2 separate regions of the Gossypium hirsutum genome follow, and region 2 is linked to region 1. Evidence: chromatin contacts called from public Hi-C data. All regions are on one chromosome and are shown on one strand. Each heading gives the region's core, a stretch centred on a gene start, on an enhancer-like site or on the middle of the called end of the contact. The rest is flanking DNA. Distances are from core to core; before and after follow the strand shown.

Region 1 (6,485 bases), core at 2,964-5,463:
CTGACCGAAGTCGCTCCATCATAGTCTCTCAACTCACAGATACAGTTTGAGCCCCAATTGACCCCTTTTGCAGATCTCCAAACATATCTTGAGACACAGTATCGTCTTCAACTTAACGATTACCACCCTCAGAAATGGGTGTCCCAACAGTATTGCTAATTTCTAAATTGGGCACGTTGCACAGAGAAGAGGATTCGATGAAAGTCACTTTGCAACGTCCACCACGTCTCCGCGCAACGTGTCCATAGGTATCATGTAAACCCACTTTACTTACCTTTAGTTCAGAAGTCTAAAGTTTAACTTAGGTTATTAAAAATCATAAGTCTTATATTTAGCAGCAATGCTTAGTTATCTTAAAGTAGAGAAAGTTTTATTCGGTAATCTCTAAAGTTCATCAGACTAACTAAATTAGCTAAAGTACAAATAACCAAAGTATAAATAAATTACTTCGATCGACGCCGGGGTCTTGGATTAACATTTTCAAAACTTTAGTTAATTTTTGTGCATACTCACCCACATCAAATTTCCCAAAAATTTTCTTAAGAATCAATTTCAAAAACACATTATGTATAAACTTTCAAACCCAAAAACTACAGCCCGAGTTATGCATCATGGCTCTAATACCACTAAATGTAACACCCCGAACCCAGCCTAGAAGTTATGACCGAATGTTTAGGAATTACATTAATTTGATTAAAAGCCTCTGTTTTGATCAAACTAAAATCACATTTCGAAAACATAAAATTTTGGCTAAACTCCTAAAGATGGTTAGGAAAATCAAAGTTCAAAAACACTTATTTAAAACCCAGAATTCACATTCAAAATCGTGCATTTTGAAAGTACTAACGTTAGCATATCATTTCTAGTATTAAAATAATCTTTCATTACAAACCATAAATTTATTTTCAGAAAAATACTTAAAATATTACTTAACCTTGCAATGGTAAATTTCAAAGTTTTTTTTTTGTTTTGAAAACTGGTATCTAACTTTTTAGCTCGTGTGATTTGCAGTTTAGTGCTAAAAAATATTAAATGTCGACTAATGAAACAAAAACCAAAAACAAACCCAAAAACATATTACAGTCCAAAAATAATTAAAACGTAAACCTACAAATATTTTATCGGGTAATCGATCTGAGCTCTCGTGTGCTGTCTGGTCCTAAGCCAGAAGTTAACCTGAAACGTATTAAACCAACAAATGATCTAGGAGACTAGTGTGTCTCAATCTACAAGCACAATTTTTATTTAACAACCTCACACGTAAATATGATCACAAAATTTACTTTAATGTACAATAACATATCAGAATGTTGTATTACCAGAAACAAATATATATTTCAGATCATAATATTATATAAATTGAACATGTTTTGGTTCGGAATATCTTAATTTCAGACTAGAATGTCATGTTTTCAGAAGCACATATGTCATACCAGACTAAAACAAATGCAGACATAAATCCTACCCCCATCTGCTACACACCAACTCCGTTCAACCAATCAAACCAATTAGGACTTCAAAAGTCCAACCATCCAATCACACTAGGTCGTGGTGGTATGCCACTCATAATAGTGCAACTGAGTTGCCAAACATATATTGTGGCTTAACCGCTAAAAATGCAGTAATACTGTCAAAAAAAATTTCCCCAAAAAAATTTGAACCCACCCTAATGCATATGCAAAATCACGTTAACATACATAAATATCAAATAGGTTGTATGCATTCATACTTAAACAGATATTATACGGAACGTAACTTACACATAACTTATACAAATCATAACATATCATATTACATGGTCGAATCGAATAACTTATCAGAACAGATATCAGAATATGCATAACACACATGGTTTACAAAATAGTCATACTTAACTCATGTACCTACTTATAGCAAATCATATCACATTATTACACTACACTTACCTATGTTTGTATTACTGGTCGGTACTTATTTAACATACTTCCTACACTTACCTATGTTTGTATTACTAAAATTTACGCTTTTGGGGGCCTACATAATGCCCCATGACTTGAATTTTGAGTCCCTTATTTGACCCTTAATTGGGCCTCAAAATTGGCCCAAAAGGACCACATAACCTAAAAAGCTAGCCCATGTGATCCACACGGTCTTCAGGATTTCACATGGCCATGTGCCCCACATGGCATGCAAGATTTCATATGACCTAGCACACGGCCATGCGGTCATTGAGCAGTTTCGAGAATAGCCTAAGTTTCATGAATTTATTAAATATCGAGTAATAACTCAGGTTTGAGTCACACACCTGATGATATAATTCATCCAATTAACTCACTTAACCAACAAAATATCATCCAACATCATATTCCTTTAACAAAATTTCAGTCCCTAAGTGAAGTTCGATTACTTACCACTCGGAAACAGCTTCCAAAACGGAAATCACTCCTTTGATGTAACCTGTTTCTCACACCCTTCACCTAAACAAAATCACGAAAATGTCAAGCACTACATAACAAGAAGACTAAATACTAACCAATCATATCTTACCACGAAAAATAAATTCAATTCAAAATAACATAAAAGATATTAAACAAACTTATACCCCGTTTTGAACCATAATGGAAAGACAAAACTCGCGCACGAACATAGGGAACAAATGGAATGACAGTAAAGAAATAATACCCAACAAAGAACGTCAGTAACAATCTCAAGAGAACCAAAAAGAACAAAAGAAAAGATAAAGAAGAAAAGAAGAAAAGGAAGAATAAAACCAAAATTAATGTGTGGAAATAGGGAAAAGTGGATGGTTAACGATGGAGTGAAAGTGGGAATTTTTGGAACAAAATTAAAAATATCAATAAAAATAAACAGATATTTATTCACAAATTTTTTTAGAAAAATAACTTTAACCCAACAACTAACAAGTGCCAAGGACAAAATGTTACACTCACACGCAACACGAGAGTCGAACACAAGACCTAAGGTAAGCTAACACCTTACCATTGATCCAATAAACTCATTCTGTCATAACTTGCTCAGAAATAAGATTTAAGCCAGAAGACTAGGAATAGGAATTGAGCTAAAAACTAACAAAATTCCAAGAGACAGGATTTGAACATAGGACCTTTCACACATAATCACAACACTAAACCACTGAACTAGATTATTTTACTTGTCACAATTTTCACAATCTTAACTCACAAATCAAGATGTAACCACTCTTGATTTCACTAACCTGATTTCTTCAAACCCAATTTTTGGGATGTGACAGCTCTTGCCTTATTTGTCAAAATGAAAATAAGATGGTGATCAGATTTTAGTTTATGTAGATGTCTTACAACTAAATTTAGTGTGAAAGGCTACCACAGATCATTACAAGGTCCTCGATCAAGCTTCTGAAATAGGTTCCCTCTGCTCCAAATGAAATACAACCCTTAATACCCTATATCGTGAAAACTATGCTAGAAAACAAACAAACCGGATCGATTGCAACCCACTTTGTGAGACTCAAAACCTCCTTTCCATTCATCACTTCTCAAAATCGTGTTGAAATCCCCTACCACTAGCCAAGGATCTTCAACCTTATCAACACTCTAACCCAAAATTTCCTATAACTGAGTAATTGTACGTAGTAGTGGACTCACATAAACAACAGAACAGAGAAATAAAGTGTGGCTTCGTAATTTCTGAACACGCATATGTATAAACTGAGGATGAGCTTTTACTACCTCAACACCTATCATTCCAGAAAATCAAAATACCACCCACAAAACCCAATGTTTCGACTCAGAATGAGTTTTCAAACCTCAGCTTTGAAATAACAATGTTAGCCTTGGTCTCACTAATTCTAGTTTCAAAGAGAGAAACAATGTTTGGACAAACTTTTGTCTTGTATTCTTTTAAAAATTTATGGAATCGAGAGTGTCCACACCCTTGACAATTCCAAAGCATTAAATTAAAATCAGAGACCATCACAAAATAGTAGGCCATGAAAGTGTTATCGAAACCCTCATATAAACTCAACACCCTTAATAGTTTCATCCTCCTTCCCGATCTCCTCTCCTCAAACACTGGCCATAGCGGTGTCATCCCCAACCTCGTTACTCAACCCTTGTAAAATATCATCTATAGCTAGAGCCACCGAAAGTGGTGACAAATCGACACCCTTGAAGCCCATTGGTTCCTACTCTGTATTTTCACCCACTTTTTCACTGATCTCTTCTCATGGCCGATGAGTTCCCTTACCCCCATACTTTGTTTTGATTTTGAGATACTATGGCAGTTGTGTCCCTCACTTCTAGTTGAAATACCTTCTTTAGCCATAAATCTAATTGCCAAAATTTTCTTTCCTTTCAACATCGGGCTAATAGCTTGAAAGTGAATGGGCTCCAAATCTCTATCCAATTCTATCGGGTCCATTCTCAATCTATCATAAAATGGATTATTTTTTGGACTCAAGGAGGATGCCTCAACCTTCTTTGATGGTTTTAGAATGTTCAAGTTGGGCTTCCATCCGTTTGCAATTACAACCCCTTTCTCTTTAGCCATAGAAACTCATTTCTTTGTGCTCCTTGTTTTATTTGGAGCCTAAATTATTCCAGCCTTTTTAACCAGTTCATTAATTCCCAAATCTTATTTCCCTAAAATCTTGGTCTCGTCATTTTCATTAAGGTAGCCCGATTTCTTTAATAATTGCTTTTGGTCTATACCTAAAATACTATAAATCTTTAATAATTCTTATTTCTGATGTGCAATATCATTTTTGTTATCGGGTAAACTACACCATTAGTAATTCTATTAGAGATAAATTTTTGATTTGGTCACTTATCTAAAAATGGTTACAATTTTTTCATTCAATTATTCAAAAGTTTTCATTTAAGTCATTAGGCTGTTAAAATCAATGCTATGTGGCTTTCTTTGTTTGCAGTGCATGCACCAATCAAAAGCTCTTTTCTCCTTTCTCCTATACATATTTTTTTTTCAAATCCAATAAAATAGTTTTGGACATCATGAATATGCGAACCAAAACTTAAACAACTTTTTTCTTCAATCTCGTAGACTAACTGTCAAATTGTCAAATTGTCAAATAGTTTTGCATGGATTGTCAAATTGTCGGTTAGAGCTTACTAGCAGAACTTTTTTTAAAAAAACCTTAACAACTTAGTGAGTTAAATAAAAACTTTTGAATAGTTTAGTAAATTAAATGAAAACTTTTGAATATTTCGGTGACCAAAGTGTAACTCTTTTAGTTAACTAAACAAAACCTTATCCATAGTTTAGTGACTAATAGTGTAGTTTACAATTTGTTAGATAACGAACAGGGGTGTGGTTTGTAGGCTTTGAACTCCAAATGGGTGCTACTTTTACAAATACTTTAGGGTAAACTATCTAGTTGGTCACCTAAAATAAAATTATTAGAATTTCATTACTTAACTTTTAGGGTATTTTTATTTTAGTCACCCAACCGTTAAATCTCTAACAGTGGTTAACTATACACGCCACATCATGTTCACACTCTCAGTTTGGTCACCCAACTTCTAAGTTGTTTTAGTTTTTGTCACCTAAAAAGGTATTAATCAGGGTAAAAAAATATTAAGAATTCAAGTGAAAAAGTGGTAGAAACTAAAATAATGCTTTAAAAATTGGCAATATGAATTTGTTTACCCTCTTGTTGAAAGTTCTATTTTTTTCAATAATTAAATTTTAAATTTATAAATATCAAAATCAATTAAATATGTTGGAGTGTAGGGATATAAATAAACTTATGAGAAATTATTGAAGGATCCAAGGCCTGTAACAATGTCATTTTCTTTAAGGTTCTATTCACCTCCATATCAATTTCTATAAAGAATTCTTTATAGAACAATCTAGGAATATAAAAGATGGTTGGAGAATAGAAAGAAACTTTGTTTCTATGTTTTTGGGTGTCATACAAATGAAAGTTCACTCCTATTTATAAGAAGCCTCATGTCTCTTCATAGAGACATAACTACTTAAATGGATAGTCATATCTTTAGCAATAAACATAATTATTCAATAGATATCTACTTGAATAATTATGATTATTCTTTAATAATCAAGTGACATAAATTTTGAATTTAAGAGGCATAACTCATCATTATAAATGGTTACAACTTTTGGTTAATAACCAAATGACACAACTTTTGGTTATTTATAACTTTTCATTTACAACTATTGGAACATTATATATTTTTTTAAAATGTTCCAACAATCTCCCCCTATTTTGAAAGTATTCTATATTTTGATAATCTTGAAAATTAATAGCATAAATGAAGGTGTCGTACGTTTGAACCTTCACTTAGTGAAAGCATATTAAAGTTAATAAAAATTGCATGGTAGACTATGCTTTGAACTAGTTATTCCATTTGACTAATCGAACATATCTCATACAATGATTTCAACACCAATCAATGCACAGTATTCAGGGACACTATTATGACCGTGCGTCTGTAACCTCTTTTCATGAGTGTTGTTAGAGCCAAGCC
Region 2 (6,479 bases), core at 591-3,090, 230 kb before region 1:
AGATAGAAACGTTAACATTTGTTAAAATTGTGACATACACATGACAGTCTAATTAATTTTAAAAAATAGTTTTAAGTAACTTTTGAATTTTTTAAAATTTAAAAATTAGTTGTTGATGTGATCCACATGGCAACCCAAACCCAAACCCAAACGAATGACATGTCAACAAAATTAACTTTTATTCACTTTTCCATCCATTTTGGTGTAGTGTAATTTGACAAACAATATAAATTTAACATCTAATAAGAGATGAAAAATTAAATTAAAATTAAAATGAATTTTTTATATAAAATTAGAGGACTAAATATAACATTATTCCTAATAGAAATCATTAATAACACGACTCACATACACAAAATATAAAGTGTATGATAAATTGGGAGAAATTACAGGGGAATGAATGGAATAAGGCTACGTGGCTGAATCCCGAACCGAGGATAACTTGTGAAGCCAGTTGCTCAATCTATGTCCTTATCAATAACACGTGGCCTAACCAAACTCCAACCAGAGTTAGATGATCAGAGGTTAAATTCTGATGTGAATCATACTTTTTGTATGGATTCAAACCCCAAATCAAATGAATGAATGAATGAAAAAATTTTCTACCTACTGAAATGAATACCAGAACAAAACCAGCAAATGTTTGGAAATCTAACGTTTTGATGTCTTCTTAATTACAATGATCTATTTTCCTAACCCTACAAATTCAAACAACAAAACTCCATAGTTGCTACTTCATTTACTTCCTCCTTGGGCCGCACCTGCCTGCGTTTGTCGCCAAACCAACTCTTCTAAGGCTTCTATCATCCACAAATGCGGGCATTCTTCTCTAGCTTTCGACACTGTCACCTACATACATAACAATAACAACACATGTTCAGTTCTTTCATACTCAGTTCATTATTAACATTTACATACATATATATGGCAGCCAAATACATACCCATTCCCGTTTTCGGATGTTTTTCTCAGGCCATCCATCTAACTCTTGCTTCACAAGCAGACCAAACATGTGGCCTTCATGGTATATACTTTGCCTTTTGCTCTTATAACACCATTTACCTAATTTACACTGCAAACATACATATACATCCATCCAGTTAAAATCAGGAAGAAATGGAATCAAGAGTTTGAAATGAAAAAGCCTATGGTAGATTACTAACTTCGATGACGCCAACTACACCGGCTTCCTCAACCGTCTCTCTAATGGCTGCTTCTTCCATGGATTCATCTTTCTCCCAACCCCCTTTGGGGAATAATATCCCTTTCCCATTTTGTGCATTTATTACAAGAACTTCAATCGCTTCCTCAATTGACTTGCCATCTTCGCTTTCCCTGTACCTGTAGGGAATGCACCTGCTCAAACCAAATATTGATAATTAGAATCCTTCTATTCAACCAAGCCAATCAAAAGAGGAGAAGGAAAGAAAAAGATTACCCAACAACTAAGCGGAAGCCTCTGTTATTATAGCGCTGCAAGTGCCTGCCGGTGCGAGGATATGAAACACGAGAAACCAATTTCTCAATTGGCATAGGCAATCTCGCAGGGATTTTCTCCAGGAGAGACAACAAAAAGTGGATCAATGAGGGAAACTTCATAAGAAACCCCGATATCCCTCCCATGGTTTCAGTTTCAGACAAAACAAAAAGCAGAAAATTTTGCAATAGAAAAAAAATTTGAAAATGGGTTTCTTTCGTTGTGGTTTTGCAGAGTTTTAGATTTATTCCTCATATAGAGATTGCAATTTGTAGATAGATATTTGATGAAGAGCGTGGATAACAACCAAGAGAGAGCCGCGTTTGGCACTGAGACAAAGGAAAGAGATAGGAAACCTCTTTAAAACCGACGCGCCTGCACCATACGACATGTTTTTTATTTCAGACAGTCACTAAATTGTTTTTTTAATTAAAAAAATCATCCTTCACACGTTAAGCATGTAATTTTCTTATTTATTTTATTTCTCATTATAATTATTACAAGATAAATCAATCAGTAGAAGATGACAAAAAAACCTTGAAAAGCTCTCGAATCTTAACTGCTTAATAATAATCCAACCAATCCTATGTCGATTGCTCGGCTCCTAGTTATAAAATTAAAATGAATTTTCATAATTTTATTTTTATTTTAAGTAATTATTCTATAAATGATTAAAGGTGTGACAAGTGTTATATTTATTTATATAATTAATTTTTTAATACATCTTATAATATATTTGCCAAATTTTAAATCTAATTGTGAAACTTAAAAACTTAAGTAATCGTGAGATAATTTTTTGAATATTTAAAAGAATAAAATAAGTAACATTAAAAGTTTAGTTTTACTCTTTTTAAGTGGGTAAAATCTAAAAACGATTAAAACATCAAAATGATTCTAATTATTGAATTTCTAAAAATTATAAAAATAGATATCTTACTTCAAAATGGTAAAACTAGCTCCAAGATACAGTTTCATTCATTTTAGGAATCACAATGGAAAATCTAAAAATTAATTAAAACATCAACAAAAATAGAGTCATCCTTTCGAAAACAAACAAATTATATTTGTATTACTTCAACATACTAACTCCTTCTAGTGTATCAAAATGGAAACTATGTTTTTATAAGATAAAAGAAGAATTATAAATTCTAAATTCTACCACGCTTATTTTTACTCATAATCCCTTTTAAACTTTTAAATCGAAAAAAAATCGCTTAAACAAGTTCAAGTCCATGTTTTTCAAGATGGTGTCAATTAAGCTAAGCTCAATAGATTAATTTTTTTCTTAAATTAAGGCCATGTTAGATAAACCATTGAAAAAAAATCTAACTGAAAATTAATATTATCATTAATTTATTTTTCTTAAACACATTTGATAACCTATCATGAAAATTATTTGATAAACTTTTTTCGTAAAAAAAAGTGTAGAAATTTATAAGTAAATACGGACCTACTTATCACGTAATATCAATATTGTTTGGGTCCAATTGAACCGGATTAGGGTATCGATCCGGAGCGAGGCTTTGAATTGGTTAACCCAAGAATAGGTTTGGACAAGTTGAACCGGATTTTTTAATTTTTAATTTTTTTCAATCGAACCGATTAAACCGGTGAATCAGTTACACAACTAGTTCGACCACATGTCCAATTTAAAAAACATTATGTAATATAGAATATGTTCAATTATTTTTATTTTATTTTTAATATTATATTATTATTTATCAAGTATTCTAGCTCCACTCAATATTTAATTTTAGATAATATTTCAAACATATTTTATAACTTAAATTCAAGATTTGATTTTTCAAACTTTTTTAACTTTTTCAATTTTATCAAAGCCTAAGTCAATGTTGATTTAATTATTTCATAAATAAAAGCAAGGATTAAAATGAATTAATCAACATAAATATATAAAAATAGAGGTCACTATCAATAAATTGTAAATAGAGTTCAAATATGGTCATATATTTTCTCTTATATTTTTTTTCTATACCTTTAATGAAGTACCAAATAACTTTTCAAACTACAAACAAATTTTAAATTTAAATGTATTGTTATAAGATATCAAAATCTATTTTAATATGATAAATAATACAAATATAACAAATAAAAAAATTACATCCCATTATCAAGTCATTAATTAATATTTTTTCAGTAGAGAAAGAAAAACTAAAACAAAGCTATGTAATAGCTCTTGACTCTTGAGCTACTAGACAGAGTCATTAATTAATATTTGATAAATCTTAAATAATTGAAAAATGAAAAAAATAAAAATAAAAGTCTAAAATACCCTTTAATTGATTCTACTTACAAAATTAACTTCCAAATTTTAAAATTTTATACTATTATTTAAAATTTTAATTGTGTTCCCTATAAATTCAATTGTAAAATTATCAATAAATATAAATTTGAGGTTATGTTTTTGGCCTTTTTACATAAATATATATTTTTAAAAATCATATGCGAGATTTGGGCAATTTACCAATAAAAGTCATTTTTTCAAAAATTACCGAAATTGGCCTATTTTTTAATTATTTACCGGAATGGTCCTTTTTCCGAGAAATCGCGTCCACGTCAACGCGATGTCAGGGTACACGTCAGGAAATCGCGTCCACGTCAGCGCGAGGATGCGATTTCCTTCCACGTCAGCATCTCGCGCTGACGTGGACGCGATTTCGGCCCGCGCGTGAACAGTACCCAACAGTCAAAAAAATAAAATACCGTGCCCATTTTGATAAATTTTAAAAATATAGAGCTTTTTTGGTATTTTGAAAAAATAAATTTTGAATCTTTTTGTTCTTATATTTATTTTTTTTAATCAATTAACTCTTCAATATTACATCAATAGCAACAAGTACAAAAAAGATTTAAAATTATTACTGACAAGATTTGAACCAAGGTACTAAGGGAAAAGAGCAAGCATCTTAACCAACTAAACTAAACTAATTAATTGACATATTATAGAAATACTGTTATTATCTTAATTATATTACTTACGTTCTAACGATTTATCGAACCTATTCCATACACGTGTCAAATCAGAAAAAATAATACAACAATTCTGTAAAAAAAATCCGGTGTTTACTTTAAATAAGTAAGGAAAATAATGATTTGAAAGTTTCAAAATTCAATTTTAAACCGAAAAAATCGAAATTTAGGGGCAAAAAATGATTTTTTTTGACGAAAACTGCAGCAAACCGCTTCGGCGGTTTGTCAGCGCGTAGATCTCAAAAAGTTATTCGAAATAAAAAAAATCGTCTCAATCGGACAACCGAGCCAAAAGTTATGGCCTTTCAAAGTTTTCTAAGTTAAAAAACATAAACTGTTCATTCACGTCAGCAAATCGCGTCCTAGAGGGAGTGATTTGCTTCCACGTCAGCTACTCGCGCTGATGTAGACGCGATTTCCTGGCGCGTACCCTGACATCGCGCTGACGTGGACGCGATTTCGCGAAAAATGGACCATTCTAGTAAATAATAAAATACCGGACCTATTTCGATAATTTTTTAAAAAATAAGACTTTTTTTAGTAATTTACCCGCGAGATTTGAACTCAATTTTTCAAAATTTTTCTTCTCCCAAATTTATCATTTCAATCAAAATCAAGAATTATTTTTATATCAAATTTTTATTATTGACATATTTAAAATACTGTCAAATGTCACAATAGTCTATCCAGAAAAGACATTTTCATAATTTTTATAAGGCCTACCACCTTTTCTATTCACTAATTTTGTCTTTACAGTTTTATAGTTATCCTTAATTAAAATATAACTGAATTATATTATCTACATTAGCTCATGTATATATATATTTCAATTAATTATAAAAAAGTTGTCATATTTTATTTATAAAAATTAGTTTATGAAATTAATATAAACATTTTAATCTCTATCATTTTACAACTTAACATATAACTTCAATTAATTAATTATTAAATCTTATAATATTTAAATGTTTAATTAATAAATATTTGAAATTAATTTTAACTGAATATTAAAAAATTACATTTATTTTTAGATATTACATGTAAATTAAATTAAACGTTAAAAGATGATATTTGAATTCTGTATTCTAGCAGACAAGAAGAAAGAAAAAGGTAAGGAGGTAGGAAAGACGCGCATGAGAGAGCGTTAGTTTGCATTGAGTTGCCTCCGTGTGTGGTCAGAAACACGTGGCAGTGTTGCATAGCAACTTGAGGAAGACTCAGTCTGAGAGTGGAGGAAGCAGTACCCGTACACGGTTTTAGGTGCCGCAATGCAATTGTGAAAGACAATTAATGCCCCATTTCCCCTCAATTCCAACTTCTCATATATTTATTGAATAATCAACCCCAGCAACTTCTTTTTACCTTTTACACCTTACAAAAATATTTTCATATCCTTATGTAATTAATTCCTACCCTAAAATCCTCGATTTTTTTAAATCAACTATTAATAAAAAAAATATCAATTCACCATGTCAAATTAAGGTCTATATTGAGAAATTTAAGTTACTTTTAATCAATTAAGATAGTATCATACCTATAGATGCATCATTTATTTGCTAGAATTGATGTGTACCAATATCAATATATTTTGACATATTATTTCAAATTTATTGATATTTTATTAAAAATTATTTAATATATGTTTATAAAATTATTTACAAATAGCAAATAAATAATATTAAATAAATTTTAAAATATAACATATTCATGCACTGGTTGATACACAATGATCCAGTAAAAGTTTTTATTATTTATTACCATAATGATAAAAAGTTAAAAATTTTATATTTTCTACTATTATTCATACACCAACCGATGCACAATGTTTTAACTAGTGTGACCAAAATGGACTATAATTTTAATTAGTGCAAAAAAGAGAGTTGATTGCATTGGTTTATTACTAGAACAGTGCACATCGGCTGAAACTAGTGTGGAAACAACTACATTGGTTTCAACACTAAAAGAGAAAAATTGATTTCCAAAGAAAATCTATGTATTCGATAATCAATTTAAT

Evidence for each region. Hi-C and Micro-C count contacts between places; a contact is called where the count stands out from the background.
Region 2: a Hi-C map of leaf shows a contact between it and region 1, with 1.7 times the contacts expected there. The contact joins the promoter of LOC107910154 here to the enhancer-like site in region 1. A contact is called at or near these places in 6 of 34 Hi-C or Micro-C datasets (cotyledon, fibers, hypocotyl and 2 more).

What each region holds. Positions count from the first base shown.
Region 1 is chrD02:41,681,184-41,687,668 of Gossypium_hirsutum_v2.1, reverse strand. No RefSeq gene overlaps it. Among protein-coding and RNA genes, the nearest start is that of LOC107908423, 46 kb to the right of the region's middle. Within about 2 kb of position 4,213, at least 8 of the 9 cell types and tissues checked have an H3K27ac peak or open chromatin away from gene starts, as enhancers often do. A contact at or near this core is called in cotyledon, fibers and leaf, where this site is marked.
Region 2 is chrD02:41,905,960-41,912,438 of Gossypium_hirsutum_v2.1, reverse strand. It overlaps LOC107910154 (nudix hydrolase 4), which reads right to left and starts at 1,840. Exons shown (of 4, transcript XM_016837926.2): 1 at 1,439-1,840; 2 at 1,164-1,356; 3 at 944-1,072; 4 at 350-849. The coding sequence starts at 1,623. The coding sequence ends at 736.